Regions from separate parts of the Mus musculus genome. Here all the other regions are linked to region 3. The links are chromatin contacts, called in public HiChIP or PLAC-seq maps. All regions are on one chromosome and are shown on one strand. Each heading gives the region's core, a stretch centred on a gene start, on an enhancer-like site or on the middle of the called end of the contact. The rest is flanking DNA. Distances are from core to core; before and after follow the strand shown. Region 1 has its middle 11 kb from the start of 4930526H09Rik. Region 2 has its middle 52 kb from the start of Gm33172. Region 3 has its middle 24 kb from the start of Plk2.

Region 1 (4,071 bases), core at 36-2,535, 500 kb after region 3:
CTCTTCCTCCTTAGCCACCTCACATTTTTCTGTTGTTCCAATTAATGTGTGTATGTCCAGTTACATACAATATATAAACACATATGTACTAATACATTAATTAGCATATATGATAATTATCAATTATACATACATCCCTTAATTAGCATTCCCATTATTCTTTATAATTTTTTTCTTTTCTTTTTTATTAGATATTTTCTTGATATACGTTTCAAATGCCCTTTCCTGGTTTACCCTCTGAAAACCCACTATTCCCTCCCCCTTCCCCTGCTCACCAACCCCCCCCCCCCACTCCTGCTTCCTGTCCCTGGCATTCCCCTATACTGGGACATAGAGCTTTCACAGGGCGAAGGGTCTCTTCTCCCATTGATGACCGACTAGGCCATCCTCTGCTACATATGCAGCTGGAGCCATGAGTTCCACCATGTGTGCTCTTTGGTTGGTAGTTTAATCCCTGGGAGCTCTGGGGGTACTGATTAGTTCATGTTGTTGTTCCTCCTATGGGGCTGCAAACCCCTTCAGCACCTTGGGTACTTTTTCTAGCTCCTTCATTGGGGACCCTTAAAATAGTCTTTGCTGTCTCTATCGAACAGATGCTCATATTACCTTTCATGCCCTGTCTACTCTGCAGCCATACTACTGACCTAGTAGCATGATCCGTGCTGTGTTTATTCTTGGAAAATGTGACACATGAGAACACATATACTTATTCAGAATTTCCACAGCAGAAACTAGCAACTATCCCCTTTGAGAAAAACGAACACATTTTAGTTTTGTTATTATTCTGTCCACAGAGTTCTTTTTGAGTTTTCTAACCCTCACCTCTCTCCTCCATGCTATCATCAAGACTAATTAGATTAAGGGAGAGATCTGCACAGATTCTTTCTCCTCCCACACTTGAATTCGTGCTGCTGTTATAATGATCCCCCCCCCACACACACACACACTTGCCATTACTACAATTTTTCAGTGATGCTCAGAACAGACCATAAGCAGGGTACCAGCACCATAGGCCTATATCTTTCTTGTTTGTTGAAATGTATAGCCAGGAAACAGCATGAACGGACTGAAGAGTGCATTTGAACAATTCAGATAGCATGTCCCGTTAAAGAAAATTTTTATCAACAACCACACACACTGTGCAGCAAAGCTGGTGACTTGTGATGAGTAACCCTCTCTGAGACATAAATCTCAGCCAAACAGTAAAGGTTCATATGAAACGCAAGCCAAATCAACAGATGCCTGGCACCCGGCACTGAATGCCAGAAAATGGAGGCCCTGGTGGAATGTGTGAGGGAGAGAATTCCAGACACACGAGTCAGCCACAGAACAATCTTACCATTGCAGAGGATGGAGAAAGACTCATATGGAAAGTCCCAGGTGAAGAGTTCCAATGTAGCCAAACCCATTTCATTTTTAAAAACCTTCACGGATACAAGGATTTAAGGCATAAAATAACTAAGTGCTGAGTTGTGTTATTTCATATGAATAAACTAACAAAAGAGGATAAGAGTGGTGGCCACCCCACAGAAGAGTAGAATAATTTGATGGAGTCTGTTCTCTCTTCACATTGTATGATTCCTGGGGAATCAACTTTAGATTGTTAGACTTGCTAGCAAGCATCTTTAGCTGCTAAGCCATCTCTCTGGCCCTATGATTTGTAATATTAAAAAAAAAACTGTCAGCTGATATGTGCTTTGAATTACCTTCAGCCAATTTTGACTCGAAAGATCTTTAAGTCCTCTGTAGTATATAAGTCCTAGAACAATGTCCTACAGTGTTTAAAATTAATTGTAGCATGTATACACTTATTATTAAGCAGTTACCCAAATCATAACTCTGTAAATTTTATATGCTAACACTTCCAGTTATCTGAAAATGTGGGTTGCTTAGCTACCATATATGGAAAGGTCCCTCTATACCCACGCAAAAGTGTTTTAGAGACAGTACTTAGGAAATTCAGGCAAATAAGTCAACTGATTTTCCAATCAAGGTCCTTCTGGGAAGCATGCTGAAGAATGAAAGCTAAGTACCCACCGCCCCTCAGACGTTTCTCTAAGAACACAAATTATGTTTTTAATATTTCAAATCAGTCTAATGTATTAATTTAGCAAATAAAATATATTTTGTTTTGATATAAGTTCTCCCTATGTAGCCCAAGCTAGCTTGGAATTCATGATCCTCCTGCCTCAGCCTCCTGAGTACCAGTATTAGAGATTTACATAAGAACCCCTGATGCCACAATCTATTTCTAACTCCTTACAACTCTGAAATTCATCTGCTCACACAATATTCATCCAATAGTTAGTTCTTTGGTAGAAACTTTAGTTAGATATTGTTTATGACTGCGTTAAAGAATGTCTCCCTCAAAAATTCACTCACCAGGAACATGGAAATGTGACCTTATCTTGGAAGTAGAATTATTTAAATAATTTGATGAAAATGGATGTTGGATTAAAACCCTACCCTAAATCAACTTCAAGGAGGAAATATATAGATTCATTCATAGTTGTTTTGGACTCACAATAACATGTGTGTGGTGTGTCACAGGGGAGGCATATGGCAGAGATGGCCTCTTCATCTCATGACAATAGAGGAACATGTAGGTAGGAAAAATCTGGGGTTCCCAATGTTCCCTTCCATCACACCCACAAGAATGTAAATGCTTTCCACTAAGCTCAACCCCTTAGGGTTTCCACCAGTTCCCAACAGCTTGGCAGGAAAGCACCCAAATGTTAACAGACAGACATTGGGAGCACTTCAAGTCTCAACTGTAGAGCACACAGACAAAGAGAAAGAAGAATATGCTGAGTCTGAGAACCGAGATGTACATCATGAATCAAGGGCTGCTAGCCTCCACCAGAGCTAGAAAAGGCAGGAAATATATTCCTTCAGATAATTTAGAATGAATCTACCCTGGTAACACCTCAATTTTATATTTACAGCCTGCAGAGCCAAGAGAGGATAACTTTTTGCCATTTTGATTCACCTAGCCTGCAATGATTTGTTTAGAACTCCCTTAGAAAATTAATATGGCATCAAATTTATATTTCAACTAAGGCGTCAACCCTAAGTATACCCTAAGTATAGTATAGATTGAAGCTAACCCTAACATACATACATACATACATACATACATACATACATACTACACAGACAGAGTAACCAATACCAATGCTTTGAAATGTTTTGTTTTTCAAAGAAAATCATAGACAACACAGAACCATTGCTCATAGCATCTCCTCACACAGGGATAATAAAAGGGCTATTGCTTTAACAAGTCTGCAGAGAAACCAGCCACTCAGGTGGCACTTGCGCTGTCTTTGTATCCATGAAACTGTCAAACTATTTTAGATGGCAAACAATGAAAACATGGTGGATTCTCCCTGTTCTTTTCCAGGGATTTTGAATCTTTACAGATCATAGTTCATTCTCAGGTATAGCTTGCTATTGTGCCCCAAAGGAATGCCAAATCATATATAAAATCTACCACTGACCTTGACCAAACATTTTTATTTTTGAGATAAAATGATAAGTACTTGAAAAACTCATTTTTCTATTAATAATAATAATTATAATTATACCTAAAAGAAAATAAAAGACTAGTATTTTGTGGATAGGAAACTAGGAACACAACTTATCAGAACCTCTCCTGATTATTTGTAATTTCTCAGTACATTTTACTGGTTCTTATTTTTCTCTGGGTCTGTTGAGTCCTTTATTTTAATCATTCAAATATGTTTCGGCTCCAAAGTTCTTCACCTACATGATCAGAGGTTCTCCACATGTCCCCTGGGTGACGCTAATGACCAGAGCATTCGGTGAGAGTGAATGAGTGAAATATCACAGGTACTGCCTAATGCTTCAGGCAGATGTGTTGTCTCTTCTGATGGTGAGTGTCCTTAGGCTCAGTTTTATTTTACTATGGATCTCATCTTTTGTACTGGGATTCAAGATGTAGGAGGGCTTTAGTAAGAGACAGGAATGCCTGTTCTCCTGCAGGTATGCCTATGAACTCCTGAGTGCTGTGTATTTGGACTGAAAATACAGAAGGCCAGGTAGCAGCCCTGT
Region 2 (4,016 bases), core at 900-3,399, 320 kb after region 3:
CACTAGAAAAAAAATTAAAGTCATCTCTTGGCCCACTCCCAGGAATTATCACTCATGAAAAACATATGATCCTGAGAATTTACATCTTTGGTCTATGGTTTTTATAATTCTGCCCCCGAGTTTTGAGCATTCATCGGATCATGACTATGCCCATGGTATTTAGGGAATGGAGGTCTCCAGAACTGAAGGCATGTGAAGCTGTGAGTTCACGGAGATGGATTCCAGAAGGGGAGAGAAGGCAGAGTATGAAGAGAAGCAGCATTCACTAAGACCTGTCACTGCAATCGGCAGACTTGGATACACGTGAGAGCGGTACTTCTCAGCCTTGTTAATGCTGTAACCCTTTAACACAGTTCTTGTGTTGTGGCAACCCCCAAGCATAAAATTATTTTCGTTCCTACTTCTTAATAGTGATTTTGCTGTTAAAAATTGTAATGTAAATATTTTTAGGTCTAGAGGCTTATCAAAGGGGTCATGACCCGCTGCAGAGGGGAGTGGGCCATTAAGTCTGTCTTACCACACACGTCTGCTCCTCTTGCCTTCTTTTTCCACGGCCTTTCCCTGTGGTTGACTTCTTGGGAATGACATATACCTTGTTGCCCTGGTGATGTTAAAGTAGCTACTGTAAGAAATGCTACTGTAAGTTGCAATATAGACTTGGTGCTGCACTAGTTGTTACTGTTATTCAGTTGCTACTTTATAAATACACCAAAGATGCATTTTATTCCTTTTGTTCTAAGGAGACCTTTTTAGGAAATCTTGTTAGTTGTGTTATTGGCGTTTTCACTTTGAAAAGGAAATGTAAAACACAGAACAAGGAGAGTCTTGCCTGCATCCAAGAGCACAAATGGCCAGTATTCTGTAAGCAAAAACACTCTTGGTTTTAGAGACATAGAACACAGAATTGGGGGGGGGGGGTGCCATCTATCAATTCTGAGTCCCAGCAACTGTAGGGTGTGTAAAATAGCAAAACATATGAAAATAGGAAAAATTTCAGTGACTAGACTAGTTACATCATTTCTGGCCTACCTTGTGAAGTTGTGTTCAGGTCAACACACACATCTGCCAGTTTTTATTATGTTTTATTAAATAATAATAAATAACATGTGCCTCCAGAGATTATTTTCAAGTTATTTCAAGGAAGCCTTAACTCAGCAACTTCTGGGATGATATGTGATTATCTTTTAGCAGTGTTTTCAATTATCAACCCAACAGCATGTGGGGAAACTCAGCATTGTGAGGAGATAAAAATATGGCCCAAGTGAAACTAACAGTATATTTCAAAAAGCCCAGATATAATCATCTCATTGACATTTTACTAAAGTTTTCTTAACTCCCCCTGACCACCCAATAACTCAAAATTTTTTCTTCTTGCTTCTTTTCTATATAAATTGTAGTGATGTCTACAATTCTATAATTTCCAACTTCTAAACATAGTGTAATGTTTTAAGGTTGAAGAAAGGGAATGTTAAATTAGGATAATTCTCGGCTTCTTATATCTTTGCTTACTCAAGTATTTTGGTAGTTATTTTCTTGTCTAAAATTTATTTTATTTTTGAGATTTAACATAATGATAACATTTTCTCTTCTTTTTCTTCCCTTCAAACCCAATTATATAATATACTCCTCTTTGCTCCCTTTCAAATCTGAGCTACAGATGTGTAAAAATACTTCTCTTTTAAAAATCTTTTCAACACAACATGACAGAAATGAAGGCACAGGGTCTAACAGATGGACTACTAGATGAAGGTGTTTGCCACAAAACTAGAGGTACATTGTGGTCAGCAGATCCACACTGTTCTCTGCTCTCTCTCTCTCTCTCTCTCTCTCTCTCACACACACACACACACACACACACACACACACACACACACACACACACACACAGGAATGCAATAAAAAAGAAGAAATGAAGTCCAGTGACATGTGAAGTTAATCAAAGTGGGAATTAGTCTGACATCTTCATTCCGTATTTCTCTTTGCTCTGATTTTAGAAAACTCTGAGAAGGTTGGCAAGTTGCCAGGCAGAACGATACTTGGTGTGTTCTGAACTGTGAGGGTTGACTGTGTACACAGCATGAGCACTACTGGCTTACAGGACTATGTGCGACATTAGGCATCCTTGAGGATTTCAGCCCTGTCCCTTGTCCTGGCATTGGTGACTAAGATCCTCTACTGAGCATTGTTGCCAAATGAGTAACGTTCTATAAGTCTAACCACAGAGCCCTGAAGCAGAATTACTTAAACGTACTTACCATCCACAGAATCATTGCTGCAAATATGGTAGACAATACAGCCTGTTCTCTCACCTCACATGCCTCACAAGAAAAATTAGCGGGGCCTGCAGTTTAATGAACTCAGAATTGAACTCTACCTCTAAGTAAATGTCACCAGCAAGAGATATGTTCCCTTCACCCAGAGAAACTCAGTAATTGATTTTCTTCTGAAATAACAATATTTGATCTCGTGGTGGGTAGAAGAAGCAGTTTTTAAATTTCTCAATAAAACTATGACTCTCAAAACTCACTGGATAACATTCTTGCAGAGGTCATGTCTGTGTAACAATAATAAAGAATTATAATATTACCTTGGAAGGAAAATACTAATCACATTGGCATCAAATACTTAGGAAGAAATTTCATGGGATGTTATTTGTTTTAAGCTTTGAATAGTAGTTATATTTCATAAATATGTACAAGTACACACACACACATACACACATATATCTCAATTCAAAATATTTCAAAATGTTTTCTTGATCTATGGATTATTTAGATTTCTTTTTTTAAAAGCACATTTATTTTTTATCCATACTTTATCCATATTTTTATTGGATATTATATATATATATATATATATATATATATATATATATATATATATATATGTGTGTGTGTGTGTGTGTGTGTGTGTGTGTGTGTGTGTGTGTATTTGACTATATAAAGAAATTTATGTAGGTAAAGAGATGCCCTTGCTCTTAAAAGTGCTTTTTGCCCTTGTAGAGAACTTGAATTCAGTTCTCCACATACACATCAGGCTTCTCACAGTCATCTGTAGCTCAGGCTCCAGTGAATCTATCACCCTCTTCTGGCCCTTGTTAGTCCCTGCATACACACAGCGCTCTCTCTGTCTCTCTGTCTCTCTGTCTCTCTCTGTCTCTCTCTGTCTCTCTTTGTCTCTGTCTCTGTCTCTGTCTCTGTCTCTGTCTCTCTCTCTCTCTCTCTCTCTCTCTCTCTCTCTCTCACACACACACACACACACACACACACACACATAAAACCAAATGTTAAAGAAAGGTACTTAATATGGGTTTAATAATATTCCACAACTTAAAAATTTTTAAATATGCTCTCATTGTTATTCAATTTAAGGTATTTTTTTAGTTTTTAAAAGTATTTTTTGTTACTTGTATGTTTGCATGTCTGTGAGTGAGTGTGCACTTGAGTTCAGATATTCTTAGAAGCCAAAAGAGAGTAGCATTTTCCCTGGAGCTGTAGTCAGATGGGGCTATGAGCCATCTGACTGGGGTGCTGAGAACCAAACATGGGTCTTATCTAAGAGCAGCACTCATTCACCTAACCACCGAGCCATCTCTCAATTCAAAATATTTCAAGATGTTTTCTTGATCTATGTATTATTTAGATTTCCTTTTTAAAAGCACATTTATTTTTATCCATATTTTATCCATATTTTTATTGGATATTTTCTTTATTTACATTTCAAATGTTATCCCCTTTCCAGGTCTCCCCTCTGGAAACCCCCATCTCCTTCCCCTCCCCCTTCCTCTATGAGGGTGCTCCCCTACCCACTCACCCACTCCTGCCTTCATGCCCTGGCATTCCTCTATTCTGGGGCAACGAACCTCCACAGGACCAAGGACCATTCCTTTCACTGATGTCCAACAAGGCCATCCTCTATAAATGTTTATGTCCAGTGATACTTAATTTCTAAACTTATAGAGCACTGCATTAGAGATTTTTAGCTGAAATTCATTGTGTGCAAAGGCCATAGTCTTT
Region 3 (4,569 bases), core at 1,033-3,532:
ATTTTCGTTGAATACTTTCCTGTATAGTTTCCGAATTGTTGAATAAATGGACACTTGTGTATGTTCATATACATTATGAGGCAACATATGCATTATCATCAAGTGACAGTGTAGTTGTATCAACTGTCTGGACGAAATGACTACAGGCTTCCGGCAGTCTCTGCTGTCTGTTGAATCACTAGGTGTGACCATCATAATTAGGATAAGTGTCCTTTGTATCTTTAACAGGTGTTTTGGATACTTAATAAAACTCCAGATTTCCCAGCTTTACTGCACAGTTGCTAAATCTCTCTCTCTCTCTCTCTCTCTCTCTCTCTCTCTCTCTCTCTCTGTGTGTGTGTGTGTGTGTGTGAAACTTATAAACACATTAAAAGCAATACCAGGAAGTTCTGAAGAATACAAAAAGTTGGGATCCATTGTCCTGATAACTTTGGCTAAAGAAGAAGTCTAGTACATCCCTCCAGGAAACCTAGATCATATGAAAAAGGATAATCTACCCTTGCCTCGACCTCACTGTCATGGCCTCTGACTCACGAAAGAGAAAAGTTTTTGTTTGCTTTGTTTTGCTTTTCTTGAATGAATGTCAGACATCCCAGGTCCACCAAAATAATTCTTAAAACTGGGAGGCCACACACTTGCCACTTAGAAAGAGTTACTTAGTAAATATTTCTTGATTATGCACTGACTCCTCTGGAGTCAGATCACCTGGAAGCATTCAACCGAAGCCTTAGAGAACAGAAACAAGGCAGATTTCTGGAGCTTTCTGCTAACCAGATGTCGCAACCAGTGGGCTAGGGTTCAGTGAGAGACTGTGTCTCAAAAAATAAGACTGAGGACCATGGAGATAGATACTTGACTCCAACCTCTGGCTTGTGCACTTGTGCATCAGCATATAAAAATATGCATACAAATGTGAACACAATACTCCCTTCCCTCCTCTATTACACACACACACACACACACACACACACACACACACACACACATCAAAATACCAAAGCCAAAATACCAATCAGAACGGCCTCCCTTTTAGTTCACCTGAATTCTGACTTTACTGTTTGGAATTTCAGAGATCTTTTAAAACCTTCTCAGGGTTTGTTTTTATTGATTTCCTCATCTTAATGAGGAGTACATTAATATACTATGATACAAATTGTAGGCTTTCTATAAATACTGGTGATGATGGTGGTTATTGTAGAGACCAGCAGCATCATGTGACTCTGCTTCTGAACTTACCAAAGCCTGCTGGCTACAGTAGACTAAACTAGAGTGTCACATGCGGGGCTTCCAGGGGAGAAGGGACACCTAATGTCAGAGTGTTGAAAAACAGCAGGAAATGAAGGTCACAGAAAGATACTGTGAGTCTTTGACTTGCCACTAACATTCATAGAATCAGAAAGTTCAAATAGCCACAGGAGAAGACCATCCAAGTTCACAGCTGTAAGTTGTACAAAATAAAGGATTAAAAGTCTTCAGCTGTTCTCTGGAGAGCTTATGCACTGGCGTGGTAATGGCAAAGGGATAATCATGTGACTTTGTATTGCCTTTGCTTCCAAATTTTGTATATGCTGTTATGGACCAATTCTAACGCAAGGAGTTTAAGGACAGGAAACTCCTTCTTATCCATGCCATTAGACACAGAGAAATGCCAGAGACAAAAAAATAAAAAAATAAAAAAATAAAAGATATTCTAATGTATTACTAAATATCAGATATTTGCTCTTGGTGAATTATGTAGGCATCTGCCCAGCCAGCTACTTCTATGAATTGCTATTGCAACTTTGTTATACACATGCAGCAGCTTCCACATGTAACCTTGTAATGCAACCACTGGTCAATACCCATTTCCTCTCCACACGGAGATAGGAGGTATAAGTTAAAACAGTGCTCGGTCCTTAATGAAGTTTCATTACATATTAATTCATTGCATATGAACAAATGTATCAAGGTAGCTGATTTTTGTTATTCAGTCTATATTATTTTACATGCATAGACATCTGTAATGACTGAAAGCTCAACTCAGACAGAGAAAGAAGGAAGGATCAAACAAATAAAAATGGAATGACTTGTTTAATGGCTTCAAAGAAGTCCTTGGAATGTTTCTGTGAAACAAAGGCATCAAAAGCAAATGTTGACATTTCTACAGAGGTTGACTGGCAACATTGTGGCCATGGCCTTCTGCCTAACCCAAAGAGAAGACGATCTTATCTCCTACTCCCACAGTGGATTGGGAAGTCTCCACTTCTCAGTGGGTGCAGGACCTGGGACCTGCTCTGACATCATCGGTGATGAATCACTGGATCCGTTTGGCACCACAGCTCTGCAGATTGGCACGCCAAACTCTTTGAGGCTTCTTAAAGAAGTGGTGTTTTACATTTGTAAGAGCATGGCATGTGCGTCTGTTTTAGTTGAGAGGTGGTTGAACTTTGGGAAATGTAGCTTTTTTCAAAAAAAACTGTGGGGCAAACACTCTTCACTGAGACAGCTGCTAAATCCTACTGGGTAAAAGGTGACAGTTTACCATGCTACGACTACCAAGAAAATCATGAAAAAGTCAGCAGCTAGAACTGATATTATCTGGTTTTTAACTCCTCCTACCTTTTTGTGCTTTTGTTTGTTTGTTTTGTTGTTGTGTGTGGCTCTTCTAAAAGGGAACTAGTCCACTAGTTAGTGCTTAGTGTTTCCTGGATTGTAGCTATACTTTAGAAACATAGACGAAGTTGGAGACAGTATGAGGGGATAATATCAGTACTAAGTTGCTAATTGTTCCAGAGAGGGACGAGTCCTGAGTGGTCATGCGGTTACTCCAGCGGCTGCCTTCAACAGTGTTGGTGTAAGGAAATAGTGCAAGAAGCTCACTATGGATATTATAGGACCCTGCCTCACATTCCTCACAGATTTGCAATTCTTCACAGGCTTTATTTTTCTATCTTCCATAATGTTAAGGAAGATGAATCTAATGTAAGTTTTCCTCACAAAAAATTAGTTTCTCCTCCAATGTCTAATTTAAAATGGACACCCTGAGGAGCTCAAAGGTTCACAACTAGGGAAAGATAATGTTTGATGGCACAGGCCCTTCCTATAGGTAGCTTTGAAGTGCTGAGCAGACAGCATGATGCACTCTAAGGAGAGAGAGAGGACTGAGGATCAGTGCTGTGAAAACATCTACTCATTAATCACCCGGAGCCAAGGAATTTCATTCATTATATGTGTGCCTTTCTGTAAGATTCGGGAATCTATGACTAACTCCTTGCACTTACTGTAAGGCCTGAATAAGATGTGTAATAGCATCGAGCTCGTTTTGCCTTGAGGCAGCTTTTCCTATGACACAGCTCTCCTTGCTTCCTTTTCAGTGGATAGGAGGCGTGTCTAGTCTACAAAGTTAAAAAAAATTCATTATATGCATATGATAAATAATAAAGACCAGGGAAAGGATCAGGAAATGCATTATGAAATCAGAAACATCAAAATTATTTCAAATATCAGTAATTCATCTATCTGCTTGGAAAGAATGAGTCAACACTCCACTTGAGATATAGCTTTTTCAAATGTGTTGGATTTCAGTATAAATCCTGGCTTTTCAGGTTCCCATCCTTGTCTTCTTCGTGCACTATGTATGCAGCACTGAGTTCTGTGGACACAGAGCACACACACAGGCACTGCCCAGCACCCACAAGCCCCCTGGGAAACAAGGATAATTTAGAGTCTTCATATGAGCGTCGCCATCCTTCAGCCTTCTCTGACCTCTCCCTCCCCCTACGCACACCTTCAGAACGTGTTTCTATCATTTCTATCTGCCTACTCTTAGAAATGCCAGGCTCAGCTTTCTCTCGCCTTCAAGATGGAAATCTGCACGGTGACTGTGAAGACACTTATAACTAATCTAAATAATTGCGTGAAATCATAACTCACAAGGACCATTTTCTCCTTGTAGGAAAATGCTTCTGCTCGCTTTTCCAAATCTGATTGAACAGCACAGCACCTCATGTGGTCCTTGATCGTGATCCCAGGAGGATCCCTCTGCCATGTTGAGACTTAGGGCGTTGGTGAAGAAGAAACCCGTGGAGGAAACCTTTTAACACTAATGTGATGCTCAGAGCAATTCACTGCTTCTTATTATCCTACGAGTTCTACCAACAGTGAGAGACACAGCGACATCTCAATCTTTAAAATAACATTTATTTTTGACTTTCAAAATGCAGCACGTGCTCCTGACTTTTTAGGTGTCTCCTTGCTCCCTCTCAAGTCTTTACTACAAGACTTTCTTCCCATATTTCAAGTGTTGACCATCTTCAAAGTAGAACCCAGCACACACCTATGTCCATGCTGTTTTTGACATCATGAACACGTAGATACCTTCCTGCAGGAATATCCAGCTGTCTACTTTTCTAAGTGGCATACCAACGTGTTTCATAGTTGTTTGAAAGGTCAACTTGGAGCCTTCTCACAAGAGCAAATGCAACACGTGAAAACTGAACTAATGGTCTTCTCACTTGTGTTTCAGACCTTTTCCATTTTTTGGTGACTAGTCCTTGCCCCTACCTAACTCTTTTAATCTTGGAGTTTACT

The links. HiChIP or PLAC-seq counts read pairs in DNA pulled down with a chosen protein or histone mark.
Region 1: a contact with region 3 is called in a CTCF HiChIP or PLAC-seq map of the NIH/3T3 cell line, with 11 read pairs. The contact joins two enhancer-like sites. A contact is called at or near these places in 1 of 15 datasets of contacts at CTCF or cohesin (the NIH/3T3 cell line), 5 of 484 Hi-C or Micro-C datasets (bone marrow-derived macrophages, cerebral cortex and embryonic fibroblasts) and 3 of 115 datasets of contacts at active chromatin or transcription factors (bone marrow-derived macrophages, embryonic basal ganglia and pancreatic cancer cells).
Region 2: a contact with region 3 is called in a CTCF HiChIP or PLAC-seq map of the NIH/3T3 cell line, with 7 read pairs. The contact joins two enhancer-like sites. A contact is called at or near these places in 1 of 15 datasets of contacts at CTCF or cohesin (the NIH/3T3 cell line), 4 of 484 Hi-C or Micro-C datasets (the AML12 cell line, adipose-derived mesenchymal stem cells, embryonic fibroblasts and 1 more) and 2 of 115 datasets of contacts at active chromatin or transcription factors (bone marrow-derived macrophages and pancreatic cancer cells).

What each region holds. Positions count from the first base shown.
Region 1 is chr13:110,912,661-110,916,731 of GRCm38.p6, forward strand. No RefSeq gene overlaps it. Among named protein-coding and RNA genes, the nearest start is that of 4930526H09Rik, 11 kb to the left of the region's middle. Within about 2 kb of position 1,286, at least 46 of the 459 cell types and tissues checked have an H3K27ac peak or open chromatin away from gene starts, as enhancers often do. A contact at or near this core is called in the NIH/3T3 cell line and pancreatic cancer cells, where this site is marked.
Region 2 is chr13:110,733,637-110,737,652 of GRCm38.p6, forward strand. No RefSeq gene overlaps it. Among named protein-coding and RNA genes, the nearest start is that of Gm33172, 52 kb to the left of the region's middle. Within about 2 kb of position 2,150, at least 28 of the 459 cell types and tissues checked have an H3K27ac peak or open chromatin away from gene starts, as enhancers often do. A contact at or near this core is called in the NIH/3T3 cell line and pancreatic cancer cells, where this site is marked.
Region 3 is chr13:110,416,564-110,421,132 of GRCm38.p6, forward strand. No RefSeq gene overlaps it. Among named protein-coding and RNA genes, the nearest start is that of Plk2, 24 kb to the left of the region's middle. Within about 2 kb of position 2,283, at least 30 of the 459 cell types and tissues checked have an H3K27ac peak or open chromatin away from gene starts, as enhancers often do. A contact at or near this core is called in the NIH/3T3 cell line and pancreatic cancer cells, where this site is marked.